Regions from separate parts of the Zea mays genome. Here regions 1 and 2 are each linked to region 3. The links are chromatin contacts, called in public Hi-C maps. All regions are on one chromosome and are shown on one strand. Each heading gives the region's core, a stretch centred on a gene start, on an enhancer-like site or on the middle of the called end of the contact. The rest is flanking DNA. Distances are from core to core; before and after follow the strand shown.

Region 1 (4,925 bases), core at 1,953-4,452, 380 kb before region 3:
AAATCACTTTGTCAGTTTGACTTCTTATGAAGTCAAGTTTTAAAAAATTAAATAAAATAATCAAATACCTTGCTCAAAAAATTACAGCACGTGGTAACTTTAATGTTGATCTCAAAAGAGTAATATTGAAAATTAGAAAATAATTACGATTATGGTTCTTTTAAGAGTTCCCAAGTCCCAATGGTGGAGCTTCCAATAGTCCAGTCCCACCAGTACAGTGGAATATAGTTGAAAAGATAAGTTGGTTTGCAAAGAAAATGAACAGGAGACTGACTCAGGGATCCAGGACTTCAAAACTCATAAGCACAAATCTTTTTTTAGATAATTCAGATTCACAATAAACTGGTAGTTACCTTGCTTCAAGAGAATTGCAATGTTCATTGTATAAACATTTTGATTGCGCACTCAAGAAAAAAGTGATAATTTGAAAAACCTTGAAAGCTGCATTGCTATAGGAGATTTACCTTGGCAATATATTTTTTGTCATCTCCCCTTCTCTTTACTTTGACCTGCACGAGAAGCAGCATTAGCTTAACAAAATAACTGGCATACCTCATCCATAGAAAAATTAATGGTAAATCGATATCAGCACTTTATCAAAAAATATAAAAATTAGTTCATCCTCAACTGCTAGTAGCTCAAAACTTTAAATCAAAATAGTAAGAGAAAAAAGAGTGACAAACCAAAGCAAAATAAAAACATGAAGAGATAAAGTTGTATGAAGAGATAAAGTTGTCCAGTCGAATAATCACCTGGGTGTCGTGCTCAACGCAATGCGCATTTGTCAAGAGTTTACCATCCCCAATCATAAAAGCACTGTGAAAGGACATGTCTTGTAAGATACACAAAGAGCTTCTAAGTTCAAGACGTGTGAAAATCGTAATCTTCAAAATGAGTGGCCTCATCCAAAAGATATGAATAAAGTTCAAAACATATAAGGTATGAATATCTGTTATAAGATAAACACAGGTACCAAAAATACAACTAATGTGATCACAAAAGTCCTAGCTTTTTGTTGGCTGCCTGGGAAATCTGGAAGCATCGGAATGATTGTGTTCGAAGGGCAACGGCCCGGTGTTCATACTGTTTTGCAGGTTGTGGCCAATGAATGTACCCTTTGGTGTGTTGCGGGTGCCTCTGCTCTTCACGAGCTCCTCACTCGCCAACCCGCTCTTAGGGTATAATTTGGGTCGCTGGTAGCTGTGTGGCCTGTGTAGGTGTGTGTTTCTGTAAAGTGGCTGTTTTGGGGGGCTGTTGATGGGCCTGCGCATTTCTGGCCTTCTTTGTACCCGGTGCTGACTCTTCAGTCGCTCCGTTTCTGTTTGTCTCCTTTCTTAATGAATTGACTCGCAGATCTTCTGCGACGTTCTAAAACAAAAGTCCTAGCTTGTTGAGGACTAAAGCAGGATGCCTATCAGAATGAAACAAACATCATTATGTTTACAGCAGTACAGCCATAGTCTCAGGTAGTCTAATCAGTACAAGAAAGGAAATGCTGCAGTTTAATCTCTACAAAATTATAAAATCGCTAAATGCATCATGATAATTTATTCCACGCCCCACCCACCTAGAAATGCACAGCAGATGAAATTTTATACAAAAGATGTAAAATCAACAATCGAAACAGATACACAATGTTATATCAACACTTACCTCCCACTACTTGAATGTTGCCTTTGCTTCTGCCAAGGAAGACCATAATCGGGTGCGATATGAGTGCAATAGACCTAACAGGAGAGAAACTACTTCAGTGATAGGATATGACTAAGCACAAAACAAAGCAAAGTCTTGCTCAACAGAACAAGATCTTTGAGCAAAGTAGAGCATTGTGCTTGACATAATATACTGAAAAGGAAGTTGCAATACAAATATGACAAAGCAGTACATACTACATAGTGCACACATAAATATATCTTGATGAAATATAGGCTAACTATAATATGGAGAAGTAAGAAATATAAGCATCATCAATAGCTAGGGACATGTATTCTTGAAGCCTACCTTGACGACAGCATTAAGGAATTTGTCCTCTTCAAGATCATCAAACTCAGCAACCTGATGTAACCCCCCACAGTTAGCATAAGAGAAGGCTTGTAAGAATTTGGTGCAACATCTAATCAATCATACATGTGGATTGTAGTGAAAAGGAAGAAGAAATGCACATGGATGAAGATGGTTGTGTTTATTAGCATTCACAGGTACATGGGCACATGCATAAGATGATGAGACAGTATGAAACCATTATAAGGTATTCATTCAGACTGAAGAGAATGGTTTATAACCGAGGCGGTGAACTTACAAAAAGAAAGTGCAAACTGACCCAAATCCAAAATGGCTAAGCGCAATTAATAGTTTGAACAGACAAAACCTCATCCACAGCATGCAATCCAAACACACGAGAAATTGCAATGTATAGTAACCCAATCCAAAGCATCCAGACAAACAACAGTAAGCAATTAAGCATGTTGACATGGAAACAGCAATGGAGTGGAGCCGAACCCAACATCAAATAAATGCCCATCCTCATCCTCTCATGTAATTGCCATAATGCCATTGATGAGTGGATACAGAGGCTGGGACATGCTCAACTCCATCATCTAAAAAAGCTAATTGGCACCCTCATTCAATTTGGAACTGCAGATGTACTCAATTCTCTAGCATGCCATGTGCAACCTGTAAAGTGTAAACGAAACAGAGAAAAATCGATGCGCCTCGGACCTGCGGCTCCTTGAAATCGACGGAAAGCCCCCTATCCCTGCGCGAGGACGACGGCTGCGACCCGCCAGCGCCGACGCCGCCACCGCCTCCGATGCCGCGCCGTTTCTTCGACACCCCTTCCACCTGCGCGCACGGGCACCCCGCCGCCGCCGCCACAGCAGAAAAGTTTCAGTCCATGGAGCAGTCCTTCCAGAGAAGGAGAAGCCCAGCTGGCAGTCGCGCCGCGCGCATCGGGCAAGAGCCACAGACAAAGGAGTGAGACGCGACGCACGTACCTCATCGAAGCGCCGGAGCGCGCGCCGGCCCCGCGGCTGCTGGCGCGGCGCGCGGGCGACGACGGCGGGGCGGAGGCGGCACGAGCAGGAGGCCATGGACGAGGTGGTGGAGGGGAAGGGGAGGAGCGCCGGGGAGGCGAAGAGCGCGGCGACGCACGCCATTGGTGCTGCGGCTGGCGACGCGCGGGTTTGATTTGGGTGTTTGTTTCCCTCCCCTAGCTGTGGGACTGGAAGAGCGGCGAGCTCCTTATCCTCTGTAGACTTTTCGGTTGGGGAGGAGGGCGCCTCACGTGCGGGTCACGCGAGATAATTATTCGTGCGTTTGGTTGTGGTAGAAGTCGAGCCAGCATGAATATAGCCAGTATTAGTAGAACTAGGATAAAAGACGTTTTTGTTTGGTTGTTGTATAGATTTGTTCAGATTATACATAGATTTTGTTTGGTTAATTGTACTAAAATGTGTATTAAAAAAGATGCATAAATAAATTTTTAAATATTATATAACATGAAGTTTTGTTGAAAAAAATCTCAAGAATACAAACATGAAATTAGTTTGCTGATTCAATCTTTTAATTAGAAGATATAATAAAAAAACACCCTAAAAAGATGTCTCGTATTCTGTGTCGTTGCATGGTGCATCCCGTTGTATGCTTCCCACGGGCGTCTCTACGCAGCCTGGTCGGACACCCTTTTTGCATCTGCTGAGCCGAAATTTGTAGAGAAATGAACCAAACAAACCCTGCTTTGAAGATCCGCACATGCAGTTTTTCGGCTCATGCAACCAACCAATCATGCGGTATATGTCTCTCTCGCCCAACAAGGCAAAAAAAATCGAACTTCACTTACAATATAACCTACATATATTGTAGGCTTTTGCTTCAGCAGTTCTAAATTCAGATTAAACGCATGAGTTGATTCTGCAAAGTGGGTAGTCCTGAATTATTTAAGGTGCTCTTTAAAGTTGTGTTTGGTCTAGTTGTGAGAGGTGAAAAAGATTATGTGAATTGTCTCCGATGAGAAAAGAAAAATAAAAGTTGTTAACTATTATGAGTTGTCCACGGTAAACAAATCGTATAGCTCTCCTATCACATCTCCTATTAAATCTCTTATTTCAAACGTCACTCTATAAATAGTGTTGCCTATTATAGAAAACAATATTTTGCACGACCTATACGATCTGGTGGCCACAACCTAAATTGGTAGCCTCCATACTCAAATTTCCAGTTGGGAAGATATTGAAAATGCAGTTTGAAAAACTATGTAAACTATGTGCAGTTTAACTATGTGCAGTTTGACAAACTAAGCATGGCTAGCCCAAGCCTGGATAAGAGGTTGCCCACTGTCGGGGAAATGATCCTCGGTCCCCGGGGCACACCGGTCAGAGAGTACGCTGAGGAAAGAGCCCCTGATCGCTGGGGCCCATTAGTTAGTTAGGAGAGGCGGACGTGTCAACCCTGAAAGGACCCGCCCCCATCGAATCCCGCGGCACCGAGCCAGGATCGGGCGTGGCGGAACCTGTCAGGAAAAGTCGGGCATGTCGGAAGGGAACTATTCGAGTGGATCCCGCGTCCGGTCTAGATTGACTCGCCATAAATAGTTGATCGCATTTAACCACGCTGGGACCGAGCCACAGCGCGGCGGCGGTCCACTTCCCACTCATGACCTACGAGCACATCAGTCTGCAGAGCACTCATGACCTATGAGCCCCTCAGACTGTGGTGCATTAATGGCCCAAGCACCACTCGGCTTATAGCACACTTATGTCCTATCGGACTAGGCCTGAGTACGCAGACCTCCCGCAGGGCACTACACCACGGGTTGTGCCGAACCCCAGGCTAGGAGGCCAGGGGTCGGCGTAGACATAATGATGACGCATAGGACCATCGCCGCCCCTACGTCATCCGCCACAGTAAATACGAGACAACCAAGCAAC
Region 2 (4,322 bases), core at 1,476-3,975, 260 kb before region 3:
CGTGGAAAGTGATGCTTCTTAAATAGGTGCATTGAACAAGATAGCTTACTCTTCTGCTACGTATATCAGTCTTCCCGTCTGCTCCAACACCAGAGTGCAATTTAAGATCATTCACAGAGTTCTGAATACTAAGGACAAAATCTTTCATAGCACATGGATCATCTCCCCGCAGCTTCATTCCACAGCCTGCCCATTTAGATGAAAGCATATTCCCAGCTTCACTCAGAAACAGAAAAAGAGGACACAGTACTCTATACATGAATAGCTATTATTGTTAAATGTTTCAGTTGAGTTACTGTTGAAACGTGATATAACGTCATACACTGTAGGATGGTCAACACTGTAGAGACATCTAGCTCTGTCAAGCGCTTGCTCAGAATCGACAGAAGATCATACACAAGATCGCTGTAGTATTGGAAAACAGGATGCACTAATCAATATTATGAGAATTTATGTTTGATGTGGCTTTACAAAAACATATTATGATGTCTCATTCGAACCACAAACCTTGAGGTAACACCAAATATGCACAAATAGCAGAAGAGTAAGGTAAGGTTTCTCAAAGATAGACCATCTTCTTTTGAATACTCATCCTGCCACAGAAAACACAAATAGTATCAGTTCAATAAAAACTATTAGGATCCCCACACAAAAGAAAAATGGTTCATGGTTCAAGAATCCTCACGGTAAGCAGATATACAGAGAACATAATAAGTCATATTTATCTTCGTAATAAAGGTGTGATACCTCAAATGACTTAGCAATAGATGCAAGGATCTTGGCACTGAAGTCAACACCGACCAAACATGCCATACCTGCAACAAAGGCTGCAAAGACAGCGGCATACCTGCAAAAATGACAAAGCATTAGTTTTGCGGTGGGATTGTAGTAAACTATACCGAATTCTGACACGACAGATTATCATACAAAAATGGGGTTCGTGGAACAAATATACTAAGTGTTTAAAGAAAAGATTTACATGGTTGATGGGAGACCCTTAACTGTTCATTGCCACGAGGTCCTCGGGAACAACTAGCCAAAACCTCATCCCCAATTATCTGGGAGCCATCACTTCGTGGAACAGACTGTGATAGATAAAACAACAAAACCGGAAAACAGTACCCCATGGTTAATCAAGACCCCCCAAAAATATATGAAAGACAGGCGGTAGACAAATATCAGAAGAAATGAAAGATCTTGTAGTCTAGGGTTGTACTCGAAAAAGTGTGGCAATTTCCTGAGTAATGGACTCCACATTTGACTCTGAAAGTCTGTTCAGAAGTCCTGATGCATAGCAAACATTAGGTCATACACAGAATACATGTCGCCGATCAATCAAGTAAATAAAAGACATAATTTAGGTTCAAACCTCTTACTCTGCGACGCATCTGGGCAATTTCTTCTGATTCTGAATTGGAAGCATTACGCAGACTCGGAGGTACATACTTCCCTTTTGATTCTTTGGGCAGTTCAACCACATTAGACACTCCATCCTCAGATTCCAGGACTGCTCCATCATTCTCTTCATCCATGTGAACACCTTCATCATCTGGTTCGTCCATCTCTGAGTCATCCTTCATCTTCTTCTTCTTTTTCCTTTTCTGACCATTCTCTTCACCTACATCAACCAGTTCCTCCTTCTCCATACCATCCTTCTTCTTTTTTTTCTTCTTTTTCCGACCATTCTCTTCATCAATGTCATCTGGTTCCTCCATCACTGTGTCATCCTTTTTCTCCTTATTTTTCTTTTTACCTTTTCTCTTGTCTAAATTAGTGTCCTCCACCACATTCCAATCATATGCTTTTGTTTCACCATCATCTGAACCAAAGTCACCACCAAACCCAAGGTCCGCAAAAAGGTCATCCATACCATCATCAGGACCTCCCAACTTTCCTTTCTTCAACTTGAGCTTTTTTGCAAGCTTCCTCTCCATCTCTAGATCCTCCTCCATGCTCACAGGTCCACCCATCTCCATCTCAAGATATTCCTGGAAGTTGGACCTGGGCTTCCGCTTACCCTCTGCTTCCCTCTTTCTCTTCTTCTTCATCATGCCATCAGGCTCTTTCTTTGGCTTCTCCTCAACCGAACTTGGCTCTACTACTGACATTGACGGCTTCTTCTTTTTGCCACCCTAACTCGATGGATTTTGTGCATCAGAACTAAGACAGTAAAGAAAGCAAAACAAGTTATTGCACTCTTCCTTTCCAGGGACTTGGTAAACTCACCTGATGCCCAACCCAAGAAAGAAATCGCAGCTTGTGCTTCTCTGATCTCGCCTCTTTCCGCCTCTCTTTTCGAGACTTCTGCTCCGATTTCCCTGGAACAAACACCAAGAGAAAACAATCAGCATACGTTGTTGCAGTAGCAGAGTTCTTTCATCACAGAGCACAGGTATGAGACTTGGAAAGAAGGCCCCTACCCCCCATGGTTGCTCTAAGTGCTCCTGACGCGGAATCAGTTGAAGCTGCAGTTTGGGCAGCAAGATATTACTGATATTCTCTATCGAACTAACCAGTTTGATCAGAATCAGCTAACAAAAAGGAGAAGGCATCATTTCCGTCCTGTGCGAGAGGCGGGGCGCGGCTGGCCTGGGTGCCGGAGGAGGGAGTCAGGCGCGAGGCCACCGGAGGAGGTGGGAGGCAGGAGCGGGGTCGTCAGAGCTGGTCGTGCGCGGGGGCTGGAGCCGGGGAGGTCGGGACTGGCGGCCTGGTACTAGGGTTTGCGTGAACCGGTGACTACTTGACTGCACTGACGGATGGGCTGGGCCGCCGAATACCTTCTTTTCATGGAGAGTCCATTAGACTGTCCGCAACGCTTGACTCTACCCGTCCCCTACCCTAATACTGTTCACCATCTAGCGGCTACCGTCGCCCCCTACCTCCCGCAGCGGCGAGCGCCACCCTCTCCCCTTCCTCGCCGCACTCTTCTCTCTCACGCCAAATGCAGGGGACGACTGTAGCCGCCCCCTCGCCTCCTTCGCACGGACGGAGCCGACCGCGGCAGTCTACGGAAACTTCTCGTTCCACCTCCCTTCGTCTCGAGCACTCCGCGGAAGGGCGAAATTTCGCATCGACGTGACGGCGGATCTCCCGTCGGCCGGTGGAGTCGGCCCCGGGCCCCCTCGGTTTGGGAGAAGAGGACGTCGAGTTCGTGAGCACCCAGTGTCGTTCGCGACCCAAGCCGAAGAGGAGTCCAATCCGCTTCCGGCGAGGAACATCGCGACCGATTCGTTGCCTTCCGTCTCCGACCATCGACGGCGCCATCAGATCCACACGGAGACGCTTCGATTCGGCGTGTTGCGGCCGAGATCTCCCCCTCTTAAGGTATTACCTTCATGAACCTCGGCAAATCAATACTTATTTCTCGATTAATTTCGAACAGCACTTGTATTTTGCTTCGATTCGCCGTCTTGCGGGCGAGATCGTCCCTTCTTGAGGTATACCATCTTGTACCCCGTCATATGAAAACATCATTCCGGAAATATATAGATTAGCACTGGTTTTGTTTAACATTCCTATTTTATTTTGGCCAGCCCATACGAGTTTAGCAGATCCACACTTGTAGTTTGACCTCTGATTACGTTCTTCATCCTCCGATTTAGCCCCCTTGTGCAACAAAGTTTGTATGTACCATTAAAGTTGGAATACACACCAACAGTCAGTAGACCTGCTTTTGGAAAAACTTTGAACCCTTCTTTGGGCGTCATGTTTCTAGGAGATGCTGACGGCCCCTACAATTTATCAGATCACCCGTACATGGTAATGGAACAAAGGTTTTCAAACTTGTAGCCTAACATTAGCCATGACACCAAATCTATTTCCCCAGTGATGTTCCTTCGTGTGAAGCAGATGTTTTATAAGTGAACCAATTGTATTTGTACCGTTTCTGTGGAATGTTACCATTTCGTAGTATTATAATCTTCACCAATATAAGCCATTTCCCTGACAAACTGATTGTTGATTACATTTCATGACATGTTCATTTACTTTTGACTATGATTATCTGCCTGATCATGTGTTTGCCTCAACATTTGTTTCACTATGATTACCTGGCTGATTATGTAATGTTCAAGACTTCAACATGTCTTTCTGTCATGACAATAGTTGTAACATTTCTATCTGCATGTTCTACTTTCCTTTTCTTGTTCTGTGGCATACACTTCCCTTACGTTTAATTGTGTTTATAATGTTATTGCTTTTTGTACAATCACATGTACCTGGCAACAAACATCTAACTCATATTGACAAATTTATAGTTTTCAAGTGTGTGTTTGGTTTATGATTCTAACTGTACATGGCATATGTCATCTTCACTTTACTTG
Region 3 (4,305 bases), core at 848-3,347:
TTCAGTGCGGTGCTGATCGTGGTATTACTTGGAACGTGTTACAACTAGGTGCTTGTGTGAAGTCTTGGAGATATGGGATGATGTTTGGATGGAGGTTGTCTTGCCCTTTTATTGCCCAAGGGTAGACGTTACAATGAGGACTAGTATTCTACTGGGGGAGTTTGGCCTCCCGCTTCAGGGCCTCATAGCCCCTATGGTCCCGACTATTGGGTCATGCTTTCGGACCTCGTAGCCCCTATGGAGTCATTTGACGAGGCGTGCACTGTTGTACCTTTGGTGTGGCGTCATGTCCCACCCGCCTTTCGACGGGTTCCTGTAGCTACTCCGATTTAGAAGTGGCGTAGTTCGGTGGGTTCTGTTGAGTCAGCTCATGGCGTGGATTAGGGATGTCTTCAGTCCAACTTTGTCTTCCGTCATCCTCTGAGCGTCACCCTCCATCATGCGTAGGTCTATGTCTGGTACGAGGTATTGCTCTATCCCTCCCGGTGTATGGGTCACTGTAGAGACCCTGATGTTTGAGGTCTCTACGACTTGGGTTGTTCGGTCCCCACTAGTCAGTGGAGATGTGTATCCGGTGTCGTGCTTGAAAGAGTCCCCTTGGTACCGCTTCCACAGTCCGGGCATGGCTCGGTGATGTCCCATCGTGTCGACGTGGCTTGCCATTACTAGGTCAGCTCTTCTTCAGAGCGGGGTGTCGTCTTGCTGGGTCGCTCGACGGGCAGGTTGGTCGGCAGCCTCACTTCGCTGGGTTGCTCGGTGGGTAGGTTGGTCGGCATCCATGCCTCGCTGGGTTGGTCGGCAGCCTCGCCTCGCTGGGTTGCTCGGCAGGCAGGCTGCTCGGCAGCCCCGCCTTGCTGAGTTGCTCGACAGATATTTGTTCGGCGGGCGGGTCGACTTGGCTTGGCGGGCTGTCCCCAGGTGGCCTTTTGTACCTTCCTGCCAAGCTGCCTGACAGGTGGGCCGTCTTTGGGAGGTCCCCAGGCCTCTTTGGGTACCCTGTTCGCAGGTACCCAACAACAACTCTGGGAGAGATCGAGAAAGACAAGATCATGGTCGTCAAATCTTACAATAAGAAGGTCAAGACTAAGTCATTCCAAATAGGAGACCTGATATAGAATACCATGTTGGCACTAAGGAGCAGAGACCAAAAATTCGGGAAATGGTCGCCAATCTGGGACGGTCTTTACAAGATCACACAGGTAATAACTGGTAACGCCTACATATTGCAAACATTGCAAAGTGAATACTTGCCAAGGTGTTGAACGATCGTTTCCTGAAGCAATATCACCCTAATATGTGACAAGATGCTTAAGAAAACTGATATGTTCACATCGAGTTGATTCCAACCTGCACCAGTGCTTTTGGTTTGCTCAGCTTCTCCGAAAGGATTATCCAAAAGGCAAGGGGCATGTGTTGAGCACCATTTGTGACACTTGGCACGATCGGACGGTCCGGCCCGCGAACGGTCTTCCCTTAGACGCAGACGATCTGCGATTAGATCGGATCAAGCGCAACTAATTCATTTTCCGCGCGTGTTTATCCCTATATATCCGCGGTTGCTGTTGGGAGACGCCTAGGAACGGGTCTAGACCCCCTTATAAGTCTAGACCCCCTTATATATTATTAAGGGGTACAATCGAATGTAAACATCAACAATCGAATTACAGTTAATATATCTTCCGTTCTTTACCTTTTTACCTAAGAGTAGACAATAATGTAGCTTTCTCCCCCTAATCTTCACCTCTCTCCGGTTCTACGTTGTATAGAAGCGTCTTAGGTGGCCTGCCAATATCAAGATAAACCTAGGATCTCTCCTCCCGATGTGTTCCTCCTGGAAGCGAGATCCAGATATTGTTGACAAATACCGTCATCCTTGTGTACGTGCGGACCGTTCGGTCTCCAGGCATGAGCCGTCTGGCTCGTCAGCAGGGAACTCTCACCTCTGTGCCAGGCCACGGACCGTCCGGTACTCGGCTGCGGACTGTCTAGGCTGCTGTAGAGAGCACCACCACGGGTATATATTGCAGTGATCGACGGTTAGATGGGCGCCAACAAGATTATATATCTTGATCATCCATGCGACTTTCTTTTGAATGTAGAAATCGAGCCGTTCAGGAATTCAGGGTTTTCCCCTGCCCTCCGGTCCCCGCGCGTACTCCCCGCTCCGTGCTCCGCAACTCCCTCTTTTCCCGCCGCCACGACTCGCCGTGCGCGCCGCATCGCCGCCGCGGAACTCGCGCACAACAGACCAGATATTTTCCCGGCCGTGCGCACCTCTCGTCGAGAGGCGTCGCTCTCTTCCTCCTCTACTTCGTCGCCCTTTACTGTTTCGGAGCCGGGGCGGGTTGTCCTAGGAGTCGGTTTCGTTCCAAGATTTCCCTTCTCCTTCCGTTCAATTCGTTTTGGGTTTGTGCCGTGCGCTGCGCCCAATCTCTACGGGCCAAGGCATCCGTGGTCCGATTGGGTCAGTCTTCGTCTTTCTCCGAGTATCTATGGGGGTTCGGTCGAATCCCCGTCCGCAACACTAAGCCCTGTCCTACCCGTGATGCGATGCGCGGCGAGGCCGGCAATGACTGTGGTGGCGGGGATACCCAAGTCCTGGACGGCGGGACACCTCCGTTAGGTGAGCGCACCTTGTTTATTGGTTGTGGTTCTGTGGGCGATTGGTGTGAAGGCGCTATTTTTTTTGTGGATGTGCATTGCGTCATCAGGTTCTCCTCCGAGTGATGGCGATGAGACACAACGCGAGGCGGATGATTGGGCCCTGTACGACGAAACACAGCCTCTGGATGATGCTGAGACCCAGTTAATAGACGAGGTGGAGGAGGGTGTGGCTGGCGATTGGACGGAGACACAGTTGATGGATAGTGGCAACGAGGATGGTGGCTGTGGCGATGAGGATCATGGCAATGACGGTGACCCAGTGAAGACGAAGCAGGTGGAAGATGAAGAAGGAGGCGACGTTGGTGGTGGCGTGGATGATAATGCCAACAAATGGACCAAGACCCAGTTGGATGAAAAATGTGAGGTGGATGGAGTGAACAACATTGTTGGAGACATGGTTGAGACCCAGTTGGTTGAGGAACCTGAGGAGGATGCCGACAAGGATGGATTAAATGGTCATGGTGAACATGATCTTGGTGAGTGGGGGAAGACCCAGTTGGTTGAAGACTCTGACGAAGATATAGGTGACTATGAGTTGAGTGATGGCACCGTTGTCCTAAGTGACAATGAGAGCCTCTCAGGGGATGAGAGGGTTGTGAAGTCAGGAATGGATAAAAGGGATGTGAAGTTCGGAATGGAAGGAAGAATCGAGGGGTTAACTGGAGAGATAAGGAAGCATGATGATAATAATTTGGTGGATTCTGATGCATCGACGGACGAGGAGGGTGACACAGATTCAGGTTAGTTACCAGCTACTGAATCTGTTGTTATTGCTATCTTTGTCACATAGAAATTCATTACGATCATTCTATAAAATTTACAATGTAAAATTCTTATAGAAGTGCCTGTAATTTAATCAGTTTTGAGTTTGAGGGAGGCCTAAAGATCAAAGTATTCCAGAGACCACTTGTTTTGTTCCTTATGTTAAAGGTAGAACTTCACTTTTAGAGTTTTGTAAAGTGTTCTGGAGCTCTGGTTTGAACATAATGAAGAATTGCACCTGATTTTCTTTTATATATACTACACTTATTTCTAAGAAATGCTTAGTTTATTAGATTTAATTTTTTTTGGTCTTCTTAGTGAAACTTAATATTAGAGTGAACACACTAACCAGTCCAACCCAAAAGCTTAAACTAATAGAAGGAGGTGGATAATTCACTTGTATTATATTCCAACACCCCCCTCACGTTGAGCCTCTCTTGGGTCTCAGACGTGGAATAAGTGCGAGCAACAATTATTTTATTTAATTGTGCTAGCCAGGATTCGAACTCGTGAGCTTTGGCTCTGATATCATATTAGAGTGAAGGCACTAACCAGTCCAACCCAAAATATTTAGCTGAAAGGAGGAGGTGGACAATTCACTTGTATTATATTCCAACACTTAATTTTTTTTCTAATGCCAACATATGTGCAACATCTAGGTCACCTTCATATGAAAGTACCTTTTGTTCGTGTTGCATCAGTACTGACATGTGGAATTTCTGAACCTCGGGACACTATGTCTGTGAACTGTATGAAGCAAGGGAAACAAATGGCCTCTGATGCAATACACCCCATGCCGAAAGTTGTAGATCAATCTACTAAATGTAGCACATCCTTTGGTGAGGTTGATAATGACTCTCATGGTTATGTACAGAACCA

Evidence for each region. A called contact is a pair of places that touch in the nucleus more often than the background predicts.
Region 1: a contact with region 3 is called in a Hi-C map of ear, with 5 times the contacts expected there. The contact joins the promoter of LOC100280147 here to the promoter of LOC103641379 in region 3. A contact is called at or near these places in 8 of 25 Hi-C or Micro-C datasets (ear, leaf, root tip and 2 more).
Region 2: a Hi-C map of ear shows a contact between it and region 3, with 4 times the contacts expected there. The contact joins the promoter of LOC103641383 here to the promoter of LOC103641379 in region 3. A contact is called at or near these places in 6 of 25 Hi-C or Micro-C datasets (ear, endosperm, leaf and 1 more) and 1 of 3 datasets of contacts at active chromatin or transcription factors (leaf).

What each region holds. Positions count from the first base shown.
Region 1 is chr10:91,748,079-91,753,003 of Zm-B73-REFERENCE-NAM-5.0, reverse strand. LOC100280147 (Protease Do-like 2 chloroplastic) reads right to left here and starts at 3,202. Exons shown (of 21, transcript NM_001153079.1): 1 at 2,994-3,202; 2 at 2,719-2,841; 3 at 2,002-2,055; 4 at 1,654-1,727; 5 at 753-816; 6 at 465-509. The coding sequence starts at 3,155.
Region 2 is chr10:91,626,097-91,630,418 of Zm-B73-REFERENCE-NAM-5.0, reverse strand. It overlaps LOC103641383 (nucleolar MIF4G domain-containing protein 1), which reads right to left and starts at 2,725. Exons shown (of 13, transcript NM_001321824.1): 1 at 2,421-2,725; 2 at 2,227-2,318; 3 at 1,370-2,132; 4 at 1,217-1,284; 5 at 1,003-1,085; 6 at 748-847; 7 at 508-593; 8 at 323-405; 9 at 50-186. The coding sequence starts at 2,427.
Region 3 is chr10:91,368,971-91,373,275 of Zm-B73-REFERENCE-NAM-5.0, reverse strand. LOC103641379 reads left to right here and starts at 2,097. Exons shown (of 8, transcript XM_008664734.2): 1 at 2,097-2,623; 2 at 2,712-3,404; 3 at 4,086-4,305. The coding sequence starts at 2,551.